Linked DNA regions of Mus musculus: region 2 is linked to region 1. The links are chromatin contacts, called in public HiChIP or PLAC-seq maps. All regions are on one chromosome and are shown on one strand. The core of a region is the stretch at or near the end of the contact, and the rest is flanking DNA. Distances in the headings are between cores, read along the strand shown. Region 1 overlaps Aknad1 (AKNA domain containing 1). Region 2 overlaps Slc25a54 (solute carrier family 25, member 54).

What was found. HiChIP or PLAC-seq counts read pairs in DNA pulled down with a chosen protein or histone mark.
Region 2: an HNF4G HiChIP or PLAC-seq map of pancreatic cancer cells shows a contact between it and region 1. The contact joins two enhancer-like sites. A contact is called at or near these places in 1 of 484 Hi-C or Micro-C datasets (bone marrow-derived macrophages) and 1 of 115 datasets of contacts at active chromatin or transcription factors (pancreatic cancer cells).

The regions. Positions count from the first base shown.
Region 1 is chr3:108,764,201-108,769,246 of GRCm38.p6, reverse strand. Aknad1 (AKNA domain containing 1) reads right to left here. Exons shown (of 12, transcript NM_177859.3): 6 at 4,010-4,137. Among named protein-coding and RNA genes, the nearest start is that of Aknad1, 27 kb to the right of the region's middle. Within about 2 kb of position 2,091, at least 37 of the 459 cell types and tissues checked have an H3K27ac peak or open chromatin away from gene starts, as enhancers often do. A contact at or near this core is called in pancreatic cancer cells, where this site is marked.
Region 2 is chr3:109,115,035-109,120,080 of GRCm38.p6, reverse strand. Slc25a54 (solute carrier family 25, member 54) reads right to left here. Exons shown (of 10, transcript NM_029054.1): 10 at 3,499-3,744. The coding sequence ends at 3,569. Among named protein-coding and RNA genes, the nearest start is that of Gm19391, 5.5 kb to the left of the region's middle. Within about 2 kb of position 2,325, at least 5 of the 459 cell types and tissues checked have an H3K27ac peak or open chromatin away from gene starts, as enhancers often do. A contact at or near this core is called in pancreatic cancer cells, where this site is marked.

The DNA.
Region 1 (5,046 bases), core at 842-3,341:
AACTGGAAGGCTGACCGGCCTCCTTCTGGGGTAGGGCTATAGCTCTGTGGCAGAACCCTTGCATAGCATGGATTTGTTTGATCCTTGCAACAAAAGAAAATCCCTACAACACCCCAAATCTGTTCATCCTGGGGTGAAGGGTGGAGGACTTGGAAAGTGAGCTCAGTGTGGGCTCTGCTTCCTGTCTGGAAGAGCTGCCTGGCAGTTGTCTCTGGTCCTGATGTGGCCAGGTCATCCAGGTCTGACCTCATCCTGAGCTGTGTGTGCTTTGTGGCCCAGGAGAATCTTAACAGTGCCGGAGGAAAGCAGGCCTTTACAAAGATGGTGGCATACCATCCCCACTGTGCTTCCTGATGCCCACTCCTTGGTGGGTGGGGCTTCTTGAGGATGGGTAGGAGGCCGTGGTGGGTTCATAATTCCAGTGAGAGTGGATGCTAGCTATGCCAAGCCATTGGTTAGCTACTGAGGCCTGCATCAAGGGACTGGGCTCCCTCACCATGAAAATCTGCCATTGCTGGTTCTTTACTGCAGAGAGCATCAACATCCTTGCAGTTTTGAAAATAACGAACACGACTCACCCCGCCTACCATGCCAGAGTTGCTAGGAGGGGCTAGTTCGGTAGGAGCCATGCTTTAAAGTGTCCCAGGTGATTCTGATGAGCATTGCCCTAAGGAGGCGTACCCCTCAGCACCTGCAACATGCTCTTCAGTTGAACATTGCCCATCGTGGGTATTTCTGCTCACACTGAAGACTTGATCTCACTTGCACTGCTATCCATGGTGAGCAACAGTCTTTCCCGGGCTGGGGAGATGGCTCGGATGGTAAGAATACTTCTTGTACAAGCATGAGGGTCTGAGTTCGAGTCCCCAAACAAACTCCTACCAAATGCACGGCATGGCTGCAGAGGTCTGTATCCCTAGCATTTACAGGCGTGTGTGTGTGTGTGTGTGTGTGTGTGTGTGTGTCACATGCCACAGTGCATGTGTCGAGGTCTGAAGACAAGGTGCAAGTGTCCCAACCCACCCACTTTCCACCTTGCAGAGACAGGTCTCTCTTGTTTCTGTGGATGCCCTGTGTAGTCCAGGCTAGCCACCCTACCCAGGCCACTCTCCTGTCCCTACCTCCCATCTCTCTGAAGGAAAGCCATGACATCTGAGGTTTCACATGGGCTCCAGGGGTCAAATTTGAGTGGCCAGGTTTACATAATTAGCATGTTTACCTACTGAGCTATCTTCCAGCCTCTAGAAGATTAAGTTTTAAACCAATCTGACCACTGGCTACTCCAGTGATCAAGAGCTGATTTTTGTTTGTTTGTTTGTTTGTTTGTTTGTTTTCCAAAGAAATTTATCCATCATGAATTAATACAAGATCTGGGGGCTACTTGTATCATAAATGCTGGAAACGCACGGAAACACTGTTAACACATACAACGGCACAGCAGTTTGACTGCCATGTAGTTTGACCGTGGCCTTATCCTTTCATGTAAACAGAACATCAATGTCCCTTTTCCACCACTATAAACAATGCTGGCCCAAGCCTTACTGGCCATGTAGGTTTTTCCACATTCTGAATTACTTCCTGAGGAAACATCTGGGCCAAAGGTTTTGAGTGTGTTTGTGTGATGACACATTTTGCCAGACAGCTTTCTGCACGTTTCTCGATTGGCTTACACAGCTGCCAACGATGTGGGTGACTCAACTAGACCACACGGTTCTCGCACCAAGAATTATCACTCAAAAATGTTTTCGCTCACCTAACGTGTGTGTGGGCGGGGGAGTCATGTTGCTTAGCATCTTTTCTAGAACCAAAGGAGGTGAATACTTCGCTTATGGTCATATTTTGGTTTTCTTTCCTACTTACAACTTTTTAGTTCACATCCTATTTGCTCATTCAATTTTTTTTTTTTTTTGAAGGGCTTCAGTGTTGTCATTTTTTCTTTGGTGGAGACAGCTACAGTGTTTGATTTCCCACTGTGTTCCCGATGCTTCTCATACAGCCTTCTCTGTGACTCTCTGTGACTCTGGACTCCAGCTCTAATGGTAAATACAACTAACACAGAGACTGTCACAAAGTCAGTCACAGAGGGCAAAGCTGCTGACCCTATAGTGCGTGACTCATGAGCACGTGCTCTTGACCCCAGTTGTGCTTTCTTTGTCAGAGCGCTGAACAGAATAAAGATTTCCACACCAGCATTACACACGGTTCCTATTTTCTTAACTATCTGCCTTTTAAAACACTATCAGTAGCTGAGGTTTCGGTGTTACGAATGTAGGTACAGGGTTGGTGTCCAAGAGAAAGTGTGAATAGCCAATAAACAAATGGACACTGGTGAACTTCACAAACAGTCAAAAAATGAACAGGGAGATGCCAGGTTTTATGTCCCAGCTTGGCAAAGGTTGGGAGGAAAAGACAATTGGATGGACTGAGGTAGGAAAGCGGGCATTCCTGTGTAGGGGTGAGTCCTGCACACTGGAGCTACTTACTTCATGAGAAGGTTCTGTGTGCACCCTCCCTACAACACTAAGATGTGATTCTAAGATATATATATATATATATATATATATATATATATATATATATTATAAAGCTGGGTAGCCCATGAAGAGCAAGCCAGTAAGCAGCATTCCTCCCTTGTCTCTGCGTTTGTTCCTGCCCTGACTTCCCTCAATGATGGACTGCAGCCTGTGAAGTGAAACAAACCCTCTCCTTCTCCCGTTGCTTCTGATCATGGGGTCTTTATCACAGCAATAGACACCCAATCATGATACAAATCCAGGAATTTCCAATTCATTCACAAGGAAATAACCCCTAGACCTTTGCTACTCAAATGGTCATCCCCAGGTGGGAACCAGCAACAGTTGGTACCACCTAGGAGCTTGCTGTAACTGCAGAGGCATGGGCTCACACAGACCTATTGCATCAATGCCCACATTTCAATAAGATCAGGTACAGAGAACTTGGGAAGCCCTGGTCTAGGTCCTCTCCAGGACCTGCAAATCCTCTCCAGAACTGAAAGGGTGGGAAACAGCTATAGCAGCAGCACTGCCTCTAACACCAGTTTGTGCACCAGGCCTGTGGCAGAGGAAGGGCTCAGTGGTGAACTGAATTTAGAATGCAGAGACAGACCTGGAGATCAATGCCTAGCAAAAACAAAACAAAACAAAACCTAAAGAAATGACAGAAGGGAGGAAGGAAGGAAGGAAGGAAGAAGGAAGGAAGGAAGGAAGGAAAAGAGGATGGAAAGGGAGAAAGAGGACTGTGAAGGAAGGAAGAGGGAAAGGAAAACAAGTGAGCTGGGTGAACTTGACCATTTTAATGTCCGCTGTTGTATTCCTCAAAGGGTTTTGGGATTTGAGGGTTGAGCACTGGGGTCGAACCTGGGTCCCCTGCGTGCTAACTCTGCTCCACTCCTAAACCACATCCCGAGTCTTCTCCAGTTGTTAACAATCTTGAATCAGGTGCTCATGAAGCTGCCCTGGCTGCTCCAAAACTCACACTGCAAACTGGGCAGACCTTGGATTTGAGACCCATCTGCTTCGGCCCCCGGAGTAGCCGGCATGCACCACAGGCCTGGCAACAGGAAGTTTCCAGGTGATACTCTCAGGACCACAGCAGCCCGATGGCCATTTGACCAGTTCAACCCTGGGCAGCTACAGCCACACTTGGCCTATTTTGGTAAATAACTGGGCTTGTTTGTTTATTTGTTTGTTTGTTTTTCAATAAAAGAGAAGAAAGGACAGTGTATGTTAACAATTCTGAATTTCCTTCTCCAGCTGGGGGAAGTCCCATGGAATTTAAATCCATGCTCCTCACCCTGTGGAAGGAGCCACCTATGAGACACCATTGTGTGAGCGCCCTGCAGCTACTCGACCTTTGTCATTCTTTGCTGTGTGGGACTCTTGCCCTCTGCCTCTGGGCTGTGTGGCCAGATGGAGGCGATTCCCCACCCTGACCCCAGCCTATGTTAGGCTTGACACCAAGTGGTGGGAGGCATTGGGAGAGGACTCACATCTTCAGGGCCAGTTCACTGAGCTCCTTGGAGGTGGCCTCCTGTGGCCCTCCCCTCGGCAGCCCTGTCACCTCACTTCCTCGGGAGCCCCAGGGCCCTGGAAGACTGCCAGCATGTTCCTTGTTCATCTGCGGAAACATACAGAAGGACCCATTAGGCCACGGAAAATGACTCAACGAAGTCAATCTAAACACTCCAAGGTGCTTTTACTCCCTGTCCCTTGCCTAGACGCCTCACCTAGCTGGGGTCTCACTCACCTCAGGACTTAGTTTAAATGCCCTGGCCACCATTTGTCCCTTAGGATGCTGGCCTCCCACGCTTAGTTTTGGTCACATCCCATTACTAAATAGGCATGGCAAGCTAACACCCAAGAGCTGTGCTTTCTCGGGTCCCTGCCCTGTTTTAAGTACCTTTCCTACATTAACTCATTTAAATGTGCTAATAACCTTGCTGGGCAGGCATGATTATCCCCATTTTCCAGAGGAAGAAACTGAGGCTTAGAAAGGTTGCGTAACCGTCCCAAGATCACAAAGCAGATAAACGATGGGACGAATATCTGAACTGAGGTGGTTTGGCTTCAGAGTCATGCAGAAGTATTTATTATTACCCTTGAAGCCCTTTATCATTCTGATCCCATTTGCCAAGTATAACTCTTCCTCACAGAGGCATACACATCTTCATGACAGGTGATTTTCCGTACTATCCTACATCTGTTGAAAAGCACCTAACATTTATCAATAATTGCTATAAGAATGGATAAATCAATTACTTCACGTATAGTGTCATCCGTAGACTCGCTCTTAGGGCTACACATTGGACTTGTGGGTATCATCACTTCATAACAGTTGCTGAGAAGCTACCAAAGTTGCAAAGGCAAATCCAGGCTTGTTAGGCAATGGCTGGGCCTACTCAGGCTCCCTCCCACTGCCCTAAAGCTAACTGAGCGCAGGCCCAGTGGGACATCATGCTGAAAACCTGAAGCCAAGTTCAAGTTCAGGCCCAGTAGGGTACCATGCCCACAGAGTGGGCATCTTAGA
Region 2 (5,046 bases), core at 1,076-3,575, 350 kb before region 1:
GAATGATTGAAACCTTTCTGGCTGAAGAAGACAGAAGTGAGAGAAGCGTGAGACCTGAAAGGATATCCTTTGGAGGGTAGGTAAAGCCCGGCTGGAATCTTGAGAGCACACACCAGCTGCTGCTTTTCCGTGTTGCATGGGCTTGCAAATTTTGTGAACTGGCTTTTGGAGTGAGCAAAGCTCCGTTATTCTTAAAACAAACAAACAAGCATCCCTCTCCTTCACAGATGGTATAGCAAAAACCATCCAGATGATGATGGAAAAAACAGCAGTCACTGGTCACCCAGAGGTCTATCTGGGTAAAGGAAACCCATGCTGAGGGTGTGTCACGTGACCGTCCTTCACTTAATATCGTCACAGAGTGGGATTAAGTCAGTGGTGGTTTCACTAAGCTTCCATATAATTCAACCTTCATGAATCTTCTGTCAGCCATGAAGATAAACTAGACTTCCCAACTACATTTCTTTTTTTCTTTTTTATGTTGGAGATATTTCACATAAGCATTGAAGGCAAGTCATAATGTACAATGGACACATAATAATTAATTTTTTTTCTTATCCTTATGTAAGAGGATGGAATTCTCAGCTCTGCTGGTGCACTGCACTGAAGCCATGGTCTTCATCTGCTTCATGTCATATCCTAACTCTCAGGCCTGCCTTGCCACCTTCCAGCAGGAGAGAAAGTTCAAAGCAAATACAGTTCAGAGTTCCACTGGGAGTAGTCAAGGATGTTTAAGCCACAAACAATGATAGACGTGACCACAGGCTGGAGGAAGTCAAAACTCTTAGCTAGAGTTTAATTACAACACAGGACAGTGATAGATGTTGAGCTACTGAGCATGGAGCTCCTAGAAAGGTTCCCCACTTACGTTAGGTTACAGTGCAATACAGGATTGGGGTGGGGAGAGCTGGGAAGAGGTCTCAGTCAGTAAAAATGGTCGCTTCGCAAGCATGAGGACCTGAGTTCAATCCCCTAGCACCTACATCTTAAACAAAAAACAAACAAAATGGACATGGCAGGGCACACTTGTAATCCCAGCACTGTAAAAGCAAAGACAGGGATCTCTAGAGCTTGCTTCCCAAACAATCTTGCCTGAATAGGCAAACTTCAGGTTTATGGGAGACACTGTCTCAAAAAAAAAAAAAATAAATAAGGTAGAGGGATATGGCTCAGCAAGGTAAAGATACCTGTTGTTAACCCTGTTGACCTGAGTTCAACCTTTGGGACCCACAGGCTGAGAAAGAACTGATCCCCGGCAAGTGACCTCTGACCTCCATGCACATATCTTGGCACTTGTTTATGTGTGTGAGGTACGGAGCCTCCTGGCTCCACTTGTACACCCACCCATATGAACACACACACAAGAACACTCAAAACATGGCAGGGAAGCTACAATAACATTAATTATTTTATACAGATGACTTCCCTGAATTATCTTAGAGTTGGGTACTATATTGTAATAGTCAATGTTCAAGGAAGAAGGGCCAGAATGAAGGTTGAAAAAAGACTAGTAACAAGAGGTGGTATAAAAAAAACCCTTGCCCTCCACCAAATACAAAACAAGAGTAGACAGATGTTCCTTCTTATATATGTTGCTCGTTCAACTATTAAATATTCATTGAATGCCTGCTATGTGCCACCTAGAGACCTCCAAATAGCACAGATGACAAGGAAAAAACCTAGCTGGTTCATGGAGTCTGTGTTCGAGTCCAGGGAGACAGAAAACAACATGATCATTTCAAAAGGCTTCTGACACTATAAGAAATTTGGGATGGGACTGGAGATATGACTTAGCAGTAAAGAGCACTGGCTGCTCTCCCAGAGGACCTGGGTTTGGTACCCACCACCTACATGACAGATCACAACCATCTGTACTTCCAGTTGCCACCTTTCCCTCCCAAGCCACTGGCAGCCACCATTCCACCTGCCTCTATGAGTCTAAGCACTCTAGGGCACCTCGTATGTTTATCTTTATGACTAGTTCATTTCCCTTAAGGCAACATCATCCAGGTTCATCCATATGTAATGTGCATCGGGATTTTCTTTCAAAGGAGAAATAGCATTCCATTGTATGCATATACCATAGTTTATTCACGTGTAGATGAACTTTCAGCTTGCTTGCACATTTTGGTTGTTGCAAGCAATGCTGATATGAGCAGAGACGAGCACACTGCTCCTTGAGACCCTGCTCTGAATTGTTTTTGAAACAGTGTAAGTTGCTGGGTCATACAATCACTCTACTTTTGGTTGTATGAGGTCTGCTGAGGGACTCCTCTCCATGGCACTGTGCTCTGTCAACAGTACACGGGATTCCAGTTTCTCCAAGACCTCGCCAGCACTTGCTGGTTTCTTAACAATAGCCACTGTGATCAGGAAAGCCAAACAGATTTTCTTTGCTTATCTGTGTCATTTGTATATTCTCTTTGGAGAAATGTCTATCCAAGTCCTTTGCTCACTTTTTAACCAGAGTTTGTTGTTGAATGTAATCACAATGCATAGTATAATGTATTAAAATGACACAGAGGAAATGCTCATCTTGTTCACTTGATATTTGCTAATGAAGTAAAAAAGTTAATACAGAACTATTAACAGAGTTCTGACAATAGTCATCTCATTGTAACAGTGAGATATTAGGCTATTGTTATATTATAATATTAGCATTATTGCTCAGTCAATTTCATGACTCTTGTAGCTCCCATTCACACTGCAAATAAAAAGTAATGACTCAGAAGAGGAGCTTTAGAGATAACCTGCTCTGAGTCACACACTTGGCTCCCTGCTTGCCCAGGAGGAGGCAGCTGCCCCACCTCCAGCTCCACCAGCCAGCTTCAGTCAGATTACCTGAGAGGGCTGAAATAAGTGCAAAAACAGAAACAGTTAAAAAATGTTAGCCAGCTTTCCTCATCATGGAAGGAAAGAGAAGCTGTTGAGCAAATCACTCCAGAGTTTGTGGAAACTGCATACAGGACTTCCCCCAGGTGAGGGAAAGGAGGTAGCTCTTGTCTTCAAAGATGTCTAGAAAGATAAAACCATCTTCATGGGGTGAGGGGGATCAGATGTACAGAAACTGAAGGGGACATAGGACTAGCAAGGGAAGTGGCTCATAATACTCTAAATGGAATTATGAAGTGGCTTGTCTATTTTGCTGAAGAAATTAACTATAACATCAAGTTTAAGTGCACTGAATTCTGCTTTACTGTGTAAAACATGTTCAGGCTTAACTTTAAAAAGATTTCTAACCAAAAACTCTTATGTAGCCTACCAAGTGTTTCCTAATGTAATTAGGAATGCATTACACCATCGAATCAAAAACTACTTTAGGATTTTGTAAAAGGTAACAGGAAATGTAAAATAAGAATTCTGTGAATAATAAGGGATTTTAAGGTATGGAATAATTTTACCAAAACTACCATTTAATTTGCATATCTTACAATAGACAAAGACAAAGTAATTTTGTACAAGTATTTGATGCTTTTTCTTTTTAGGAAGAAGCAAGATCACCATCTAGCCCAGGTGTGATCTGATACCTTGGTGATGATGGCAATGATGACAGTTTGGTATTCCACTTCTAGATTAATCCAAAAAGCCTTTTCACTAGTTCGTGAGCCACACTGCCAATGCCCACTGCAGGAAGCAGCTTGAGGACATTAGGGGTGAAGCCCCTGAAAAATCCCTTCTTCCCTTCTTTAGTGTATATTTCCTGAATGAGCTGCATCATGCGCACTGTTTCCTTTTCCAGCATGACTACAAATTAAAAAAAAAGTATAACTCAGTATTTAATATTTACATATCAATCTAGCCCAAAGATAATGAGAGCTTATAGAAATGGAAATCATTTCCCAGGATACTCATATACAGAATGATGCTATACATCAATAGCGTAATACCCACAGTCCACTCTGTAGCCCTATAGGCTATATAAAGCCCCTATAGGCTTGTAGCCATATCATAATGCAAAATGCATTTAGTACAACTTTAAAAAGTTCCCATAGTTTATAACAACCGAAAACTTGTTTAAAAGTCCAAAGTTCAACATCTCTTTGGAAATCCATACAATCTCTTAACTGCAATCCCCTATAAAATCAAAATCAAAACGCATCACATACTTCCAGGCACAAGGTGTATATTTCAGTTCCAAAAGGAGCACAGTGAGGAAATACTGGACTAATGTAAGATTGAAAACTGCTGGCCAAACTCCAAACATTGTGTCTCCATGTCAGATGTCAAAATGGTCTTCAGACCTCCAACTCCTTCTATGGATATTGTCTTCAACACACACTTTCTTTTGGGCTGGTTCCACTCCGCATTAGCATCTTCCTAAGCAGATATCCCACAGCCTCGGCTTCTCCAACATCTTGGGAGTCTCTCCAAGGCAATCCAGGCTTCACCTTCACAGCTTCACACAATGGCCTCTCTAGGCCTCCATGTAGGAACATCCCTGCCACATGCCTGGCTTCAGTGGTTTCCCTTAGTCTCAGAGGGAGATTCCATAACCCCTTTCTTCTATCCTTGACTCTAAAGACAGAACCACATGGCCAAAGCTGCCAAGTTCTGCTGCTTGCTGGGGCTGCAACATGGCCTCCTTGTTCAATTCCATCTTTACCAGCTTAACAGTTTCCTTCACTACCTAAGCTTGGCTGTCTTGAAACTCAATCTGTAGACCAGGCTGGCCTCAAACTCAAGAGATCTGCCAGCCTCTGCTTCTAGAGTACTGGGATTAAAGGCATTGCAACATCACATCTGGCTCTAAGCTTTTCTTTAATTCCTTTTCACAACTAAAAGCTTAGCTGGGTAGGATCTTGCTCTGAGGTCACCACTGCTTTTTTTCTATTAAATGTCAGAATTTTCTTTAATCTGTTTATCTCCCTGAACACAGGATTTAGCTCCATTCCACTTCTTGATGCCTCCTTTCTCCTTAAATTGTACATTTTTGTAACTTTCCTCGCTCAGTCTGCTCCTTTTCATTATAGATTTGCATAAGTGTGGCCACTAATAGCCATATGACCCAGCCCACATATAGACACAGACTATTTTGAAATCTCCCTC